Linked DNA regions of Bombyx mori: region 1 is linked to region 2. A link is a contact called in public Hi-C data. All regions are on one chromosome and are shown on one strand. The core of a region is the stretch at or near the end of the contact, and the rest is flanking DNA. Distances in the headings are between cores, read along the strand shown. Region 1 overlaps LOC101738882 (long-chain-fatty-acid--CoA ligase 4). Region 2 holds the start of LOC101738882 (long-chain-fatty-acid--CoA ligase 4).

Evidence for each region. A called contact is a pair of places that touch in the nucleus more often than the background predicts.
Region 1: a contact with region 2 is called in a Hi-C map of midgut, with 1.8 times the contacts expected there. The contact joins the enhancer-like site here to the promoter of LOC101738882 in region 2. A contact is called at or near these places in 6 of 7 Hi-C or Micro-C datasets (middle silk gland, midgut, posterior silk gland and 1 more).

What each region holds. Positions count from the first base shown.
Region 1 is chr4:18,058,198-18,061,087 of ASM3026992v2, forward strand. The region is part of intron 2 of LOC101738882 (long-chain-fatty-acid--CoA ligase 4); the gene reads left to right. Among protein-coding and RNA genes, the nearest start is that of LOC101739121, 29 kb to the right of the region's middle. Within about 2 kb of position 1,279, at least 1 of the 8 cell types and tissues checked has open chromatin away from gene starts, as enhancers often do.
Region 2 is chr4:18,020,112-18,022,941 of ASM3026992v2, forward strand. It overlaps LOC101738882 (long-chain-fatty-acid--CoA ligase 4), which reads left to right and starts at 1,262. Exons shown (of 13, transcript XM_012690095.4): 1 at 1,262-1,417.

The DNA.
Region 1 (2,890 bases), core at 29-2,528, 38 kb after region 2:
CTTCGACAACTATTTTGTTATTACACGTGAATCCTCTAAACAATTTTAGTACATTTTCTCGTTCTCTTTCAGTAATTATACAAAAACAAAAAGTGCACAAAAAAATTATGACAATGTTAGTATTATGTTAATTGTTAATTTTCTATTATCTAAATTACCAATCGTTGTCTCAAGTAACTTAATTAATAAAAATCACACAATGGAGTATAATAATCATTTATTTTATTGCTATGGACAGAAGATTGAATCGCGACTTGATCTTCATTCGTGACTATCGCTCTCATGAATATGAACCGCAGAGATTCATCTAGCGATAAGGCCGTTCGTAAACGTTTCAATCATGTTTGTTTTATATTATTCTCTTTGTTTTAAGTACAGCTGACAATATAATGTCTTTGTTCGGATTTTAAGTAGGTTGTCTTTGTTTAGGCTAGACGTAGTGACGTCTTTACGTGTCTTTTTTTATCCGCTTTGTTTAAAAATACATGCTCGCCGACAAATATTACTGTTGGCGGGTACCAATTTTTCTTACCGTACCGTACTTAACAGTTGTTCACGATCGTCTTCCACGGTGAAGGAATAACATCGTGTAATAAAAATCAAACCTGCAAAATTATAATTTGCGTAATTACTGGTGGTAGGTAGGACCTCTTGTGAGTCCGCATAGGTAGGTATCACCACCCTGCCTATTTCTGCCGGGAAGCAGTAACGCGTTTCGGTTCGAAGGATGGGGCAGCCGTTGTAACTACGCTGAGACCTTAGAACTCATCTGAAGGTGGGTGACGGCATTTACGTTGTAGATGTCTATGGGCTCCGGTAACCACTTAACACCAGGTGGCTGTGAGCTCGTTCACCCATCCAAGCAATACAAAAAAACTTAGATTTTTATGTTGTCGACTGTTATAAAAATCGATTACAAGATGAAACCGCATGTTTTGTCTCACTTACTGCCTTTCCAGTTTCACCAGGACAGGTGGGCGAGCAGAGGCTCCGCCAGGAGGGATGGGGCTTACTAATAGCTGCTTGAGCACCTCCAAAGGAGACATAACAACTCAAGAGCAGCTGCTTCGCGAATGAATCTATTATCGGCATCGCGACCCGCTGAGATCTAGCGAGAAACTCAGCGGGCTGATGCTTGAGTTAGGGTTATGGGAACCATAGACCGACATACATACCGTTTACAATAATGTTCATGACACGAATGTTTGCTTGATGTAGGAATCGAACCCACGACCCTTGCCGCAACAGTCAGAGCCGCTACTACTGCGCCACCGAGTCTGTGTCAAGAGTAATTGTCGACGGTATTATGCCAACAAGTGAAGAGGGCGGTTTCATAGTGTACAATAATTGTAAACATTACTGTTATAATTTGCTAGTGGGATTGCTCTTTATTTGTTACATTAAATAAAAATGTAGTGTGTATGTTACGACCGGTTCAGCACATCAGCCGAATTAATATCTTTGTTTGCTAAATGTGCATTTACACGGGCAACTGTTGGATCCGCGCCAGACAGGCGTCTTTAACATCGTTCTCAATGTCATCGCGGATAATTCAGGATATTTCTTTTTGATGAAATTGGAGATGAAGATAAGGTTTTTATTAAAGTAGGCTCTTACAGAGGCTCTGAACTGGTCGGGATTATATCGTCGATTAGTACTGCGGTATCGCCACGGAACTCAGCACTGTCCCTATTAAAAACTTACAAAACATTTTGAATGTCGTTATTTTTTGTTGTTTTAAACCAGACTATCACGAAATTATCTCCCTCGATACCGAAAGAAAGCCAGGACAGACGAAATTATGATTCACCGGTATTCAATGTGTCGATTGATGCGTGTGATTATCATATGAGTCATTCATTTTCCAGGACGATAACAATTTTGAGTAATTTTGCAGTGTTAGTAATTCTGGCAGGTTGAGCTCATTCGCGCCTAATTGGAATGGCCCCTTAAGTTATCAACGATTAAGTAGGTAGGGAAAAAACAGCAATTTTGACAGCAAAATCAATTAGTAGAATCAATACTCAAGTCGTCTTATCAATACTTCTCAAGGTCAGTTTACATATTTCCGTTTTCGTCCGTTAATCTTATTTCATTGATTAATGTTTCGAAAATGAATTATCAATGTATATGGATTAACAAAACCACAGTTACACACACATTAAGCAAACAGTAAGCAATCGCGGAATGACAGACAGACATTTTGTTTTTGGGTGAATTTTGTGTTTGTGTGTGTTTATGTGATTCCTAACTCGGCATCAAACTGCAAGTGACAATACTTAATGGTTTTTAATAATCTCTGGAATTAGGCAAGCAATTGGATACATTCATAGAGATTCAAATATACCAGTAACATCTCTTTCCTATAGCTGGTCGTATTGCGTTTTGTGCGCCCGCGCTGGTAGGTGCCGCCATTCGGACTATTTCTGCCGCGAAACAGTAATGCGTTCCCGTTTGAAGGGGGATCAGCCGTTATACTATAGAACAGATAACTAGAACTCGTCTCTCAAGGTCAGTTACGGTATTAATGTAGTTGAGGTAGATGGACTCCGGTAATCACTTAGCACTACGTGGGCCGTGAGCTCGCTTACTCGGCTGGGCAATAAAAAAAACTGCTCCGAACTGGTGTGAGACTGAAATAGACTTTTACAGCAGAACCGTCTAAGCTTACCTTTATCTGACCTGCGTGGTACGTCGCGCGGTGCAAGGATGTCAGTCGATTGAAATGTCTCCAGTCTGATGAAAAACGAAGAGCAGGCACTCCATCAAATTAATAATATTAAATAAAAGCAAGATAATACATTTTGAAAGCTGGGGCAGCCGTTGTACTGAGACCTTAGAACTCATATCTCAAAGTAGGAGTCGGCTTTTTTTTCCTACCTATGCTGAT
Region 2 (2,830 bases), core at 12-2,511:
TTATTATATTTTATTTAAAGGTGATAAGAAAATGCAATCGATGTCTCTACGTTTTACCACAGCAATAATTTTAGGTTATATTGACGAAATTAGTTTGGACTACGTAACGTACGTTGGTCTTGTATATTACACTGTCACTAACTACTCTAGTCATTAAAAATAATGAATTTCCTAACTCAGCATACTTCAATCAGTTAACAACTGCTCAATTCATATCACAGAACACTATTACTTCTAGCGAAGATTCATATCACCTTCATACCCTGTGCCTATGGTGAATTTTTGAACTGTTATTTAGTGCTGAAAGTGGGACACTTTTTCAAGCTTCTCCCATATGAGACGGTTCTCCTTACCTCTATCCTCCATAGTTTTACCTAATTGATAAAACTAAAAAACTATTTAGATTCAATTAAAACATTTCAATTTATTTTTAGTGTCTGAACGAGGTGTTTGATAAACAGCGCCATCTAGGATTGAATTTGTGAGCTTTTAGTGAGTTCCAATATTTTATGAATAATCTGCGGTACGAAGGTTCATCTAAAAAAACGTTGTCTTGTGGATATACGGGACGATTTACGATTTAGTTCAAACATAACTAATAATTATATTAGTGGTTTCTTACAAAGAATTGAACAGCAATCCGTTTACGTTTCTCGATACAAGCGAGAGATGTCGCTGATAAATTCAATTTCAAACAACAATGCCAAAGTTCGTTAAAAATTGATAGTGCACAATACTCGTAATTACATTATTGCTCGGAAATACTGACAGTGAGTGTACATTTCGCACATTAATTTAATTAAGAGGACTCTATAAAATCTAAGCCCTTTTAACTAAAACTATGATTCTGGACGATTTTCATTCATAATTTTAAGTTATTGATCAAAGCGGTTGCGAATTATAGCGTATGCTATAGCTATAGGTGTACATGTCTATGACGTAGCGATCACGCCACCTTTTCCATGCCAGTTTCTAGACCCTGATTGGTTGATATCATGCCTTTCTCCGCCCACAAACAAAAATACGCCACATTCAACACGTTTAGAGATGAGCCACAAGAGTGACACAAAATAAATCGAACTCTATGAGATCGGAATCCTGAAAGTTAAATATGAGTTTTAAATATTACAGAAATATAATCAGCAACTTTAATAAAAGATATAAAAATAAACTGTAAGGTTTGTACATAAAAATAATCACTTTTATTTATCAAAACTTACAATGATGGACTGAAATTCTCAAATCGATATTTCGTTGAAACAGCTGTCAAGTTACCTGCATTTTGAGAACTCTAGTCGTGTCCGGGCCGGGTAGTGTGTATGACGTTGGTGATTTTTTGTATTTAAATAAGATTATTTAATATTTCGTGTTACATTTACAAGTGTTAATTTATTTTGAAGAACCGCTGGCATCGAACGTAAGTATTTTTTCCTTTATACTAAACATTTTTTTAAGGTAAATAAACGTGTTCATCCAAAAGTCAATAACCTAGAACTACGAATTTGACGAAGTTTCTACCCTACAAAAATTGATTGGAATTTAAAAAAAAACACCACTGCATCTAAATGTTTACGTTAAAACATCTTATATATGTTTCACGCGTTTTTTAAATTGTTAACGAATTATTACTTCACATTCCTGTTAAAATTATATCAAATTGATTACTGCTCACTGCGTTCGTTTAATTAAAAACGATTTCTACTTTCGTATCGTACCACATGTTAAACCTGTTTTAGGTAAATTCATTTATATTTTTTAATTAAATTTTCCGTAAATTATTGCTTAAAATAATAAAGATACGTTGACCTACATAATATCTATCTAATAATATCGATAAATAAAATCTACAATTATACATTAAAAGAATTGAATATTATTCTATGAAACTTGAACATTTAGTTTTAAATATTTTTCATTGTTAGGCTGCTGAGTTTTTTGCTTATCTTGTCTAAATGATTATCAAAGCCTATAGGTACCAGAACGAGAATGCCTCCATCATGCTTTCTCACCCACAATGAGTTTAAAGATTCAATTGCGAAATTTAAATTTAATTGTGAAAGCATAAAAGCTTTGCAACAGAAGTGGGATTTTCAAATTCCATTTAATAAACCAATTAGTATTCCTTAAAATTTCCTCTGACATTAAAAGTAAAGTGATGGAAAAACTATAATAGCAAAGAAATCAAAAACAAAAGCAAAAATATCTCATTTATTTTAGACAGAATGTGTATTCATTAATAAGATGAAAAAAAAAAATTAAAAAATTAAACGATTTTGCACAAAATGCACCACTTCTTTAACCAACTCTGCTGTTGTAAAGATAGGCTTAGTAGTAGTATAGTAAGTGAGATTTTAACTGTGTCTCAACAAATAAAACTTAAATTTAAGTATACTCTCAGACAGTCATAAATAGTTTTCTGATACAATATCAATTTCAAGCAATTTCATTAGTTTCTTTCTCCTTTCTCCTTATGGCTTTCTTCTGTAACAAATGTTCATTTATTACAAATAATTTCAAGAATATTACAAATAAGTAGCAAATTATATTCTACAGTACAACAGGGAATTGTCTGTAAATCATGTTCCAAAATCTTACTTATTTTTCACATTATGATATGTATGTATATCTTAACAATATACAATTTATATATTTAAATATATGATTTTAGTAGAAACACACGATTTATTATTGGAAGAATGAAGACCTGCATTGCAGAGCACTGGCCAAAGATAGTTCAGTATACAACATGTCCCAAAATTGAACACTGGGCCTGCTTATAACTACTGGAAAAAAAAAGAAAAATATATCTCAAACTTTTTAAAAATTATAG